Linked DNA regions of Sus scrofa: all the other regions are linked to region 4. A link is a contact called in public Hi-C, HiChIP or PLAC-seq and promoter capture Hi-C data. All regions are on one chromosome and are shown on one strand. The core of a region is the stretch at or near the end of the contact, and the rest is flanking DNA. Distances in the headings are between cores, read along the strand shown. Region 1 holds the start of AES (amino-terminal enhancer of split). Region 2 holds the start of TIMM13 (mitochondrial import inner membrane translocase subunit Tim13). Region 3 holds the start of NCLN (nicalin). Region 4 holds the start of THOP1 (thimet oligopeptidase 1).

Region 1 (3,149 bases), core at 506-3,005, 390 kb after region 4:
TTTATCCAACGCAGTCTGGGGTGGGGGTGGGGGAGGGGAGAGGGGCTTGGAAACCAGACGGCTGAGTCTTTGGGCAAATTATTTAAATTCTTGTGCCTCAGTTTTCTCCTCTATGAAATGGGACTGTCCTAAAGACTAAATGAATTTAATATCCGTAAGTGTTGGAGACCTGGTCTGCCACATGAGACACTCAATACCGATTTTTTCCCCCCATTCTGTGTGTATAGCAGGGACCACAACTTCAGCTCCAGGCCTCAGTCTTGCCTTCTGAGCAGGGGGCTCCACCTTCACCCAGGGCAGGGACCACCAGCCCTCAGCTCACCTGTGGTACTGAGCCTGCAGGAGCTGAAACTCATCTTTGATGCGGTCGCAGGAGTCCGAGGTGGTGAATTTGAGTTGCTGGGGTAGGTGCGACGAGCCCTGTGGGGAGGGGGCGGCCCGGGTCAGGACCAGGAGGGGGCCGCCACCCACCTTCCTCCCTGAGGGCGCCCCCCCTCCACCAGGCTGCGGCCTGCGCAGCTGCAGCGTCCCCCCACACCCTGCCCCACTTCCCTGGCTGTGTTTACAGCCCCTGGCTCGGCCCCCGCCCTCGCTTCCTGCCCCCGCCTCTCCCCGAGAAGCTAAGGAGGGTGGGTGCTCCCGGAGCCGCTCGTCCCCCTCCACCCCCAGGCTGTGGGGGTGCATTTGAAGGGCCGCCCTTGGTGGGGGGTAGGGTGCGCCCTCTACCGCGCCTCCACAGCGCCGGGAGGGGTTGCACGTCTGAGCGTCCCAACTGCCTCAGGGAGGGGGGAGAACGCGTCCTAGTGAATCCCCCTCCCCAAAGCTGGGAGGCGGGGGCAGGCTTCCTGGCAAAGTCCCCTTGGGAGAGGGGGCTCTCAGCGCCCAAAATCTTCCGGGGGTGCGGGGGCCCACCCCAGATTCCTAGCACCCTTCCTCCAGGCCGCGCGCTCTTCCGGGAGGGGTGCGCCTTGACTCTCCCCCACTCCCAGGCCCCAAAAGCAGCCCCAGCGTTAGAGGTGCCTAGTGGGGCTCCCGGGGCGCCCCAGGCCCCAGGCCAAGGCCAGCGAGGCCCAGCCTGGCTTGGGGTGGGGGTGCGCAGGGTCCAGGGTCTGGGGCGTGCTCTGAGCTGGGGGCAAAAGGGGACCTGGGGGGGCTCTGGGCCCGGAAGCTGGGAGGGGGACCCGGAGCTGGCGGCGGTTGCGGGGGGGGAGCAGCTCTGGGCCCAGAGCTGGAGGGGACTGGGCCCAGGAGTTGGGGGGAGGTGCCGAGCTGGAGGCGGGGGGTTGGCCTGGCAGGGACCTGGAAGGGGGTCGCAGGGCTTGGACCTAGAGGGGGCGCTGGGTTCGGATATGGGAGGGTACGGGGCCCCGACCTGGAGGGACGCAGGGCCCGAACCTGGGGGAGGGAATAGCCCCGGCTGGGAACTGGGGATACCGGGCCAGGACGTAGGGGGACGCAGGGCCCGGAGCTGGGGGGGGTGGCTGGGCTGGGAACCGGGGGTGCCGGGCCCGGACGGGGGGGGGGGGGGCCGCCGGGCCGACGGGCCCCGCTTACCGAATGCCTGCTTTGTGGAAACATCATGTCAGTCGCGGCGGGGGGCGCAGGCTGCGCCCCGGCTGTGCGCCCCGACTCGGGCTGCTCGGGGCGCCGGGCGGCCGCGCCTTTGTCCCGGAGCCGATCGGCAGCTCCCGGGGCCGCCGCCGCCGCCTCCCGCGCCCGGCCTCGCCCGCTTCCTGCGCCCCCTCCCCGCGCGCCCGGCCCCGGCGCGCCCCGGGCCCCGCTTCCTGCGCGCCCGGCGCCCCTCCCCGCCCCTCCCCGCCGCCCGCCTCCCCGCACGCCCGGCCGCCGCTCCTATTGTCTAATGGCGGCGACGCCGGCAGTGGCCGCGGCCTCGGCTGCGCGGAGGCTCCGGCTCCACCTGCTGCTGTCGCCGCCGCCGCCGCCGCCGCCGCTGCTGCTTCCCGGGCCCCGTGCGCGCCGCCGAGGGGGGGGCGCGCGCCCGGGGAGGCCCGCGGATCCCCACCCATCCGCCTCCCCCGGGCCGGCCGGCGCGGTGACCTTGGGCCCGCGCGCCCCCGCCCCGCCGCGGCCCCTCCCGGCCGGGTGGCCTCGGCAACCGCCAGGGCCTCGGTTTCCCCATCGGTCAAAGCTTGGGGCCCGGCTGCCCCCATCGAAACCGCCGGCGCTGTCATGGCGCGACCCGGACGCGTGCCAGGGACATGCTCTGTAACCTTGGCTCACTGGCTTTTCTCTGAGCCTCGGTTTCCTCCTCCGTAGAAAGGCGGGGATGATACCGCCGACCTCCTGGGAGCCATACCTTGACTCACATTAATGGAGCGCCTACTGTGTGCCAGGTGGGGGTGGGAGGGGGTACAGAGTCCCTACCCTGGTGGAGAAGACAGAAGACAGAGAGACCAGCCAAAGAGCCAGGTCCCTGGCAGGTCAGATGGTGGTAACAGCTATAGAGAAAAGAAAGCAGGAGGGAGGGCCGGGAAGATGTGATTTTAAACAGAGGGAACTCAGATGGACCTCTTTGGCCGCTAAGCGGATCTGAAGACGAGAGAGGGAGCCAGTAGGCTATGGGGTTGGTCGCTTATTTTAGGAGGCAGAAACAGCCAGTGCAAAGGTACTGAGGCAGCACTGTGCCTAGCACAGGTGGGGGTGGGGTGCTTGAGAGGAAAAGGGAGCAGAGGGGCAGGGCTAGCAGCTTCTGGAATTTGCACAGAGGCCTGGCTTCCAGAAGGGCCTCTGCTTGGGTGGATGATCTGCTGTGTTGGTCTGGAAATTCCTAATAATTTTTGAATGGTCTTGTTTTGCATTGGGGCCTGCAAATTCTGTAGCTGGTGATGAGGCGGGACAGATGGTGCAGGGCCTTGTGGGCTCAGGGAGGATTTGGGCTTGCTCGGAGTGAGATGGGAGCCCTGTGAGATGGTGGGCAGAGGAGAAACAGGGCTGATGGGGACTTTGATAGGATCTCTCTCCCTTTCCTGTGGAGAGCAGGCCTCCAAGAAACCAGAAATAAGGCACATTAAGTTCCAGGAAGTGCTAAATACATAGGCTCTTAATTGTCACCATCATCATCATCCACTATGCACCTTTGCCTCCTGGATGAATTTAAATTCTTCCAGCCTTGGGTTTTCCCATTTGTA
Region 2 (3,027 bases), core at 70-2,569, 270 kb before region 4:
ATCCTAATGCATAGAACACGAAGACACATACACACAAAAACAAAACCACGAAACCCTGCTGGGAGGAAAATGGTGGCAAATCTGACTTCCAACAAACGCTGTCTCATTATGTGTGGATTTTACTACATTAGCTTATTAAATAACACACGCATCCGCAGCCTCGACCAGACATTAAAGACCAAAAAAGATAAAAAAGAGGTGGCACCCCACTCCCTCGGAAAAAGCTCAGCCCCTTCCCGCGTAGACATACACACAGGCCTCCTTGTTAAAATTAAGCCCCTCTCGCCAGCTAAGAAGCTGATCTGTGAGTTCGTTTGTTCACGCGTCTCCATACTTTAACTGCTGAATAAAGCTTGTGCTGTGTCCATCTCAGCTTCAGGCTCCACGGAACAGAAAAAGAACACCCCCTAGGAGACATAGAGCCTAAGCCGGCCCCCAACAGGGTCCATATGACACAATTCGGTAACAGGGGCACTAGGGAAGGCACCACCCGGGCCAGGGGCCCCCCAGACGCAAGTTACACTCGCCGGCACGTGTGCGCGAACGGGGCACGGAGAAACAGAATACCAACTGTCCCAGCACCAGTCTGGTCCTCATAAACTTCTGGCAGGCAGCACGCACACGTTGGCCCCCGCCTCACAAACAGCATTTATGGAGATGGAACTGGGAGTGGGGTGGGGTGGGAAGTGGGCTGCTGGCGCGTCGCGATCACATGTTGGCTCGTTCTCGCTGCAGCCGAGAGTTGTAGGCACGGGACACGGTGTTCCAGGCGTCCATGTAGCGGTCCATGCACATGGCGATGCACTTCTAGGGACGGGGAGGGCGCGGGGCTCAGGTCTGGACCGCTGGCTGGGACCCCCAACACTCCCAGCAGCGGACTGCGCACGTGCCCACCGCACCGCCCCGTTAGTCCGCGCAGGCGCAGAGACCTCCCTGTCGGTCGGGGCCCACGACCAGTCTGGCTCCCTGGGTTTTACCTGCTCCGAATTGTCCAAGGAGCCCCCCGGCTTCCCGATGCACTTCCGGAAGCACTTGTCCGTCATCCTCTGTGGGGACACACGAGCGCTCAGTTGCGACTCCTCTCCCAGGGGCCCCGACCACCCTCAGCCCCGCCCCCGGCCCGGCCCCGAACCTGCAGCAGCTCCTGCGCGTTGGCCACGGCGATCTGCACTTTCACCTGCTCCATGATAAGCCCCGGGTCCAGCTTCCCGCTGCCGGAGCTCCCGAAATCCGAGCCAAAGCCGCCTTCCATATCTCCGCAAAGTCAACTGGAGTGCGGCCGCGTGCGCCCTCCCCAACCCGCGCCGGAAGTGGGCCGCCCCGTGGACCCACGGGAAATGGAGTCCGGGCACGAGGGAGCATGGGCGGGCGGGATACCCTTACCGCGCGGGGGGAGTCCCGCGCATGCGCAACAGGAGCAGGCCGCCGCCGATTTCCCCGAGACGGATGGAGGCCCAGGGTTCCGCGCTCAGGCCCCGCCCCCCGCGGGTCTCGCCGCGCGTGCGCACGAGGCGGCGGGCACTTCTACACTAGACCTTGAGCCCGGGGAGGGACATGGGCGTGTCACGTGGCCAAAGGGGCGTTGGTGAAACCCGTGGGTGAGGAATGCCAAAAACTAGGATAGCGGGTCAAACTAGGAACATTAGAGGATGAGAGCTCCCGCTCCAGCTGGCTGGCGTCGGAGTGAACTCAGAGGGAGATTTTTAAAACCAAAATGTTTATTGGAGTGTTGTATAAAAGTTTCCAGTCATAAAAGGTATATTACAAATCATTGGAGAAAGCAAAACACACGTTTGGCATGCATCTTAAAAATCACCCACAGATGTCTGAAATGTGTCCAGACAGCCGGGTTCTTGAAGCCGAGTCCACCAGCATGTTGTACAGATGATCCCTTACGGGTTGGAATTAAGACCTTTCCAGTAGCTTTAATGTCCTTGAGGAATGTCAGTCCCAACTCGGATATGCTGATATAAATAGAACTGCTGGGAAGACCGTGTGAGTAAAAACCCCAAGTCAGAAGCCTTGCTGTTAGGAAAACAGCTGAACGCCCAAGTCTTAGGTGAGCACCCAGGCCCCGGGGGAAAGGCAGCAGTGTCTCCCAGGGATTGCCTTGCCGACCTCATCCTTGTAGGCCACTCCTTCCCTGGGCTGGGCCGAGAATGAGTTTTCTCTAAATTGGTGCTACAGTTACTTGCAGTCACATGACAAGGGCTTAGAAAAAAGAATCACTTCGGCATCATTTAAATGGCTGAAAGTTAAGCATGTTAAAGGGCAAGTGCAAATTGTTTCCTAGGCTATGGCTGCCATTTTAACATTGGACTCTTGTTTCCAAATACTTGAATATCCACAACTGTTATCCAACTCCAGCCATAACTGGCCACCAGCCCAGCATACCCACCAAAGGCACCTCAGTGCCTGCCTGGGCCACCTCTAGGGTCCACTCAAGACCTCATCCAGGCAACTGTGGGGCAGGGATATGACCAAAAGGTGGCTTTGAGGCAAATCACCTGCGAGGAACAATCCCAGCCAGGGAGCCTGGGGGCTCTTGCAGGCCCCAGTGCAACCCTGGGGCTGGTTTTTCTGGGCCGGCAGTGAGGGTAGGGCCCTCTCCCTTCCTTCTGGGCCAGAAGCCCTGCCTGCCAAATTGTGTCAGCAATTCAGACCCAAAAGCCAGGACATAGCTTTGACCCCCAAATTTCCAAAATACCTTGAAGGATGTGGCTGAGCCCAGTGCAGTTTCCACATGATTAGGGGTCACCTCCACCCACCCTCCCAGCACCTCATCACGCCCTCCAGACCCTCACTAGCCCTCACTTCCTGCTATGGGGAGGGGTGGGGAACAGCCCACGGCCTCAGAGGCCTGGAAGCCTCTCACTCTTGGGGAAGGTCACACACTGGGTGGGGATGGTGCGTTGCCAGGGCAGGAAATGCTCACCAGGGGCCTGCACCTTCCCCGAGAGGCGAGGCTCTGGTGAGATGCGTCTCCTTCCACAGGGGTGTCCCTGTCCAGGAGCTCAGTGGCTGTGG
Region 3 (3,007 bases), core at 359-2,858, 490 kb after region 4:
AGCAGGTAATAAACATTTGCTGCTGAGGATTATGTGGGCCAGAATGAGTTCTCATCCCTTTCCCAGCCCTACCGGGCCGCTCATTACTCCTGGTGCCTAGGACCTCCCTGGAGAGGCCTCGGGATGGCCAGAAGCAGGGGACATAGCTGGGAGGGCTGGGCTGGTGTGTTGGGGTGTTCATGACTCTTTCATTCACTCACGCAACCACTGTGTGTCAGGCTCTGTTCTGGACACTGGAGTTCCAGCGAAAAATAACCTGGTGCCTGCCCACATAACGGTCACAGTTTGGTAGGGTTGACAAGCCTCAAACTAAGAGATGCCCATCATTTCAGTAAGGAGCTAGCCATGCAGAAAGGTGGGGTGGGGGAGGGGCGTGAGTGTTTCGCAGGGATAGCAGATGCAGCAGCTCTGAGGCTGCACAAGCTTGGTGCTTTCTCCTAATACCAACACTTATTGAGCATTTCACGTCTGCCTTGCTTTTTCCAAGTCGGTTCACGTGGATTATCTTATTGAATCTTTACACACCCCTGGGGAGCCCAAGAAGAGTGTTTGATGATCATATTTGGCAGCTGAGGAAAAAGAGGGTCAGAGAGGTGAAGCAACATGCCCAAGGTCACACAGCCTGGGAAGTGGATGAGCTGGGACTTGAACCCATGCTATTAATCAGCATAACTGCCACTTCTCCCTTGGGTAGGAGGGAGGGCCCAATTCCTTTGGCAACAGTATCAGAGTCTGGGGGCTAGGGCCAGTGTGCTCTGCACCCTGTGGCCTCGGTCTTCCCATCTGTACAAGAGGGTGTGAATTACTAATGCTCTTCAACGCCTCCAGGGACCCTGAGACAATTGGATTCTTAGGGTGCCCAGATAAGAAAATACAAATCTGAGACACCCAGTGAAATTTGAATTTCTAACACTAAACTTTTTTTTTTTTTTAATATGAGAATGTCCCCAATATAAATAAGCATAAGCACAAAATAATTATCTCTCCAATCTTGGCACAACGCCTGGCTCCTGACTACAAGTCCCACAATCCATTGCGACATCCCTTAGGAACCTTCTATCAGGATTTCTTTATTCTATTTCATTCATTTATCCAAAAATTATATAAACCATCCACTGTGTGCTAGACCCTGTGTTACGTTATGAGGTATAAATCAGTGCACAAAGCAGACAAAATTCTTTGTCCTTATGTAGTTTAACATCTATATTCTTTGGGAATTTTAAGTGATTTTTCTCCAACTTCTGTCTAAAAGACTCCAGCTCCCATGACCCCTTGCGCTTGCTCAATTAGACTACAATTCCCAGGAGACCTAGAGTATCACGTTCCACTCCCCCCCGCCCCCCGTCCCCAATTGCTTCCAAACTTACTTCCGGGTCGCGAGGTCACATCCTGCAACACACCCCCTTCCCTCCTCTTTTCCCAAAGTAAAGCAGAATTTCAGTAAGTTCCACTGCTAATAGCATTTTTAAAGTCTCTGTAGCTTCTGGCTTGGAGTTTATGTGAAACTTTAGCCAAACGGTCCCCTTCACCCTTCGCCATCTGGAAGTAACGGAATGGGCCTACGATTCCCAGATGCCTCCGCGCGCGCCTGGAGAACTACAACTTCCAGTCGGCAGGGCGGCGGGCATGTAGCCCTCAGCGGTGCCCTCAGGACCCCGAAGCGGATGCAGGCTGCCCGGCACGGCGCCCGCAGGACCCCGGCGCCTACCCATGCCGAGGTGAGTCCGCGGGAGTCGCCGCTGTCGCCGTCCCGTCCCCGCCGCCGCCCCGCGCGGCCCCGCCGCCGGCCAGGATGTTGGAGGAAGCGGGCGAGGTGCTGGAGAACATGCTGAAGGCGTCGTGCCTGCCACTTGGCTTCATCGTTTTCCTGCCCGCCGTGCTGCTGCTCGTGGCGCCGCCGCTGCCAGCCGCCGACGCGGCGCACGAGTTTACCGTGTACCGCATGCAGCAGTACGACCTGCAGGGACAGCCCTATGGTACGTGGACCCGGGCCCCTCATCTCCCCACGGAGTCCGGCTCTCCTCCTGGGCCCCTGGCCTACCCCGGCTTTGCCTACCCCAACCTGCTTTCCCACTCAGACTCCCCCTTTACTGGGGCCCTGGCCTACTCCAGCCGGGATACCTCTCTCCCTTGGTTTGGTCTCTGCTCTTCGGGCCCTAGGACCCGTCTCTCCCACCTGTCTAGCAGGAGTCCAAGCGCAGACCTCACTTGGTCTCTAGACTCTTACCCAAGACCCCTGGCAAGTCAGAGCCTGAACACCTAGATCCACGCTAGGCCCCCAGCTCTCTCTGCCTAATGCCCCAGGAACCTGCTGCACTGGCACTCCCAGCTCCCCGGCCCCGACAAGGGCTATATGCTCCAGAAGTCAGAGCTCTTACTCTCAGGCCAGGCTCCTCCTGCGTTTGGACTCCTGGGTCCCCTCTCTCTCTGATTCCCACGTGGACCAGAGCTCCAACCTTTGACCTACTTGACTTGGACTGGAGCCTCTCAGCTCGGTTCTGCCAGGCTGAGCTTCCCAACCATCCATAGCCCAGAGCACCCTGGTGCTCTTTGTCCAGTGCCCACATTCTGCCCCCCTTAGGGCTCAAGAGCTCTGATCGCCAACCTCAGCGTGGCCCGGTGTCCAGGTCTCTCTCTCCTAGGCTCTGCTTCCTGGTCGCAGCTTATGTGTCAGGTTCCTCAGAAGGGCTTAGCTAATCCCTCCGCCCCCACCCCCTTTCAGTCCCTTGTGTTTGGGCTCCTGAAATCTCCTAGACCCCATATTTTGTTCTCTCCTTTGGTGCATACCCATCTGTCGGCTTCCTGGGACACTCCCGCTCCTTCCCAGGATTTCAGACGCAGAGGCCTAGATCCTACTCCCCAGCCCTGTTCCCTCATCTCTCAGACCTCGTTGCCCAGCTCATTTTAAATTCCCCTCTCTTTTCCCAGCTTTGCTGTATCTGGTGTTCCAGAACCTTCCGGCCTGGTGTCTTAGGTCCCCACAAGTTAACGCCTGCCCTCCCTATGA
Region 4 (3,425 bases), core at 250-2,749:
AACTTGTCCTCTAGGCCGAAATGGAGCGGTGCATGGTGGGACAGTGGTGGACTCTTGTGGGTCGGCCGAGCCCGTCACGTGGCACCGTGTCCGCCACGTGGTGCACCTGCTGCTTTTGGGTATCTGGCGCCCAGAGGATCACAGGCGGTCTTTGAGTGGGGGCGACTGTTACCCTCTCACTGTATTTATTCATATATTCACCCACCCAAACATCCGCGAGTTCGTTATTTCATTCATTCAATCCATAAGAATGAATACTAAGATATTTGTTTACAGTAGGTGCATAATAGTAAACAAGTATTTATTACACACAAACTATAAAGACCAGCAAAACTTTTGCTTTCATTACCTTGTATTGGGGTACACAGACAATAAACTGGTAAACTAATACGTAAATGAACAAGTTCTACTTAATGGCAAGCACTGTGTAGAAAAAAATGGGGTGTTCTGATTGTGATTGGGGCGGTAAATTTGTTGGGTTGGTTAGGGAAGACCTCTGTTTCACATGTAGATTTGGAGAACTGGGAAAACACTCCAGGTACAGGGAACAGCAAAAATGAAGACTAACGTAGGATTACGCTGGATGTGCTCAAGAGAGAAAGAAATCGAAGGTCAGTAATGAGACATTCCCTATTAAATGACCACCATTAGCATTCAAGTTGCCAGAGTGTTCTCCCAATTCATTTTTTTTTTTCCTAATTCATTTTTATTCAACTTAAAATGCATGTACTCAACACCCTGGGTTTACTCAACACCCTGGGTTATTTTCATTTATTTTGCAGAAATAAAAGACGTAGGTTTAGGGACCAGTTTTAATTTTCTTAGGTTTTTCTTTCTGTGTGCCTTAGACGGTTCAAGGTGTTTTTTGTTTTTTTTTTTTAACTGACAATACTACATGCAGGTAAGGCACAGTTCCAACACACCTGTTGTTTGAAGTTCTGCATCGGTTTACTGAAGCTTTCTCAATGATGCTTGCTTACATTTCTGCTTTTTAAATAAATGTCTTCTTAATTTGGTTGTCTAACTGGATTCAGCTGGTATATGTGGAGGACCTTTAACCATTAGATGCTAGAAGATGAGCAGGATGTTGGTAATGGAATAAGTGCCTGAGGTTTCGTAAGCGACCACTAACGGAGCGCCTTAGGTGAAGGTAAAAACTTGCAAAACTAGCCAAATACACAATTAAGGTTGGGAGGAGGTAATGACAAATTAATACAGGAGCTAGAAGCCCAAACGAACGACTGGCACAAAGAGCCGCAGAAAAGATTCGAGGCGCCTGCGGGGTGGGTTCCCCTGGAAACACCTCCCCCGCTAGCCTTCCCGAAGGCTCCGCCCTCTCACCACTAAGAGCCAATGATGGACGGGGGTGGTTCAAGCGACCGCGCAGAGGAAGTCTGCGCCCCTGCGCTCCGCCTCGCGATGTAGGTGGGGCTAGGGCGCGCGCTTGCGCCCTACTATCCAGCACACACGCTCTCCCAGCATCCGGTGGGCGCGCGGGCGGCGGGCGCCTCAGTCGGGACAGCTGCGGCAGCAGAGAGGACCGAGGCTGCTGACCGCTGCTCCGACGCGGACCAGGTGGAGGGAGGGGCCGTCACTGAACATTCGCCCACCATGAAGCCCCCAGCAGGTACCTGCTTCCCCTTGGTGCGGCCCCGCTCACCAGATCCGGGCGCCCGGTGCGCACTCGTGCGCACTCCTGCCTCCTCCCCGGGGTCGCCACTGGGGCCTACGAGCGGAGCCCAGTGACCCTCAAGTGATCCGGGCCCGAACGGAGGAGGGGGTCGGCGAGCCCCAGAATGAATCCGTGTTCCAGCGCGCCTTCACTCATTCGGCAAACTCCATGTTTCTTCTGCTGGGGACGGGTCGGGCTCTGGGATGGACTTGAGGGAGTTCTAGACACAGTTCCAAAGCCGGAGACCAGCATTCAAGAAGCAAAATCAAGCAAGGACTTTAGATGGTGGTTGGTGCTGGGGCTGGTCATACATCTTTAAGGGAGGGCAGTCCTGGAGGGCTTCTCGCAGGAAGTGGCATTTGATTCAGCTTGGACCCAGTGGAGAGAAGCAGTTGTCCTGCGGGAGAAGCGTCCCAGTTGGTGGGAACCTCGAGGGCAAGGATGGGGAGGCAAGCACAGGGGCAACGCGTTTGGAAAGCAACAGGTCATCTTGGCTAGAACACAGCTGGGGGTCTCTTATGTTGAACAGAAGGGGACTGCCGGGAATGGTTTTCATTTATGGGAGCTTTGCAATCTGTATACTCTGTTTTAGAAAATGGCCCAGGATGTTGCGTGGTGCCTCATGGAACTTGGTTTGCCCACCTCTCTTCCTTCAGGTCTTTCTGCAGCCCATTGGGATGATGGTAATAATTGTATTAAAGATAATAATCATAATTAGGGTTTTTCAGGTCTCAGGAAGGCAGGAGTGTTGTCTGCCTTTTTTGCTGCAGAATTGTTAGCTCAGAGACTTGGCACACTGGTGATAATCAGTAAATATTTGTAAAATGAATGTGCTCAAAGTTTCAAATCCTAGCTCCTTCAGAAGATTTTCCTGAGAATTCCACTATATTTCCCACCTCTTTGGAGCTTCTGGAGCCCTTCTTTACTACCAAATTTAATGCAGACCCACAGTTCCTTTTTTGCAGTTCTAAAATCCAAAATAGTCTGCAAAGATTTTCCCTTAAATTTGCAGCAGTCATTTGGCTAAAAAAATCTAATCTCTCTCAGCTTAAGAGCCTTTTTTATCCCCACTTGGTATGTATCAGTGTTCCTCAGCTGGGGTGATTGTGTCCCCTCGGGACACTGGGCCACATCCGGTGACATCTCTGATCATTGTGATCTGGGGGCGGAGGTGGCTGGCCTCCAGTGGGTGGGACCGGGGATGCTGTTCAATACCCCACCATGCCCAGAATGGTCCCCAACAGAGAATGATCTGCTGTGGTACAACAGGATTGGTGGCATCTCTGCAGTGTCAGGATGCAGGTTTGTTCCCTGGTGGCACAGTGGGTTAAAGAACCCAGTGTTGGAGTTCCCGTCATGGTGCAGTGGTTAACAGTACCTGACTAGGAGCCATGAGGTTGTGGGTTCAATCCCTGGCCTTGCTCAGTGGGTTAAGGATCTGGTGTTGCTGTGAGCTGTGGTGTGGGTCGTAGATGCAGCTCTGATCCTGTGTTGCTGTGGCTCTGGCATAGAGCGGTGGCTACAGCTCCGATTGGACCCCTGGCCTGGGAACCTCCATATGCCGCAGGAGCGGCTCAAGAAAAGGCAAAAAGACAAAACAAAACAAAACAAAAAAAACTTCAGTGTTGCAGCAACTGCGGTATAGATCATAGCTGTGGCTCAGATCTGATCTCTGGCCCAGGAACTCCACATTCCTCTGGATGGCCAAAAAGAAAAAACAAAAAACCTACCCGAGAGACACCATACACAGGCC

The links. Promoter capture Hi-C pulls out the DNA fragments that hold promoters and counts their contacts. Hi-C and Micro-C count contacts between places; a contact is called where the count stands out from the background. HiChIP or PLAC-seq counts read pairs in DNA pulled down with a chosen protein or histone mark.
Region 1: a contact with region 4 is called in a Hi-C map of retroperitoneal adipose tissue, with 1.8 times the contacts expected there. The contact joins the promoter of AES here to the promoter of THOP1 in region 4. A contact is called at or near these places in 1 of 5 promoter capture datasets (liver) and 1 of 47 Hi-C or Micro-C datasets (retroperitoneal adipose tissue).
Region 2: a promoter capture Hi-C map of liver shows a contact between it and region 4, with 3 times the contacts expected there. The contact joins the promoter of TIMM13 here to the promoter of THOP1 in region 4. A contact is called at or near these places in 2 of 5 promoter capture datasets (fetal skeletal muscle and liver) and 1 of 2 datasets of contacts at active chromatin or transcription factors (skeletal muscle).
Region 3: an H3K27ac HiChIP or PLAC-seq map of alveolar macrophages shows a contact between it and region 4. The contact joins the promoter of NCLN here to the promoter of THOP1 in region 4. A contact is called at or near these places in 1 of 5 promoter capture datasets (liver) and 1 of 2 datasets of contacts at active chromatin or transcription factors (alveolar macrophages).

What each region holds. Positions count from the first base shown.
Region 1 is chr2:75,490,814-75,493,962 of Sscrofa11.1, reverse strand. AES (amino-terminal enhancer of split) reads right to left here and starts at 1,755. Exons shown (of 7, transcript XM_021084158.1): 1 at 1,555-1,755; 2 at 323-420. The coding sequence starts at 1,581.
Region 2 is chr2:76,145,238-76,148,264 of Sscrofa11.1, reverse strand. It overlaps TIMM13 (mitochondrial import inner membrane translocase subunit Tim13), which reads right to left and starts at 1,319. Exons shown (of 3, transcript XM_003353990.4): 1 at 1,133-1,319; 2 at 978-1,046; 3 at 102-807. The coding sequence starts at 1,252. The coding sequence ends at 709. It overlaps LMNB2 (lamin-B2), which reads right to left. Exons shown (of 12, transcript XM_003353991.4): 12 at 1,701-3,027.
Region 3 is chr2:75,389,202-75,392,208 of Sscrofa11.1, reverse strand. NCLN (nicalin) reads left to right here and starts at 1,608. Exons shown (of 14, transcript XM_021084134.1): 1 at 1,608-1,976. The coding sequence starts at 1,793.
Region 4 is chr2:75,875,504-75,878,928 of Sscrofa11.1, reverse strand. THOP1 (thimet oligopeptidase 1) reads left to right here and starts at 1,499. Exons shown (of 13, transcript NM_214223.2): 1 at 1,499-1,627. The coding sequence starts at 1,612.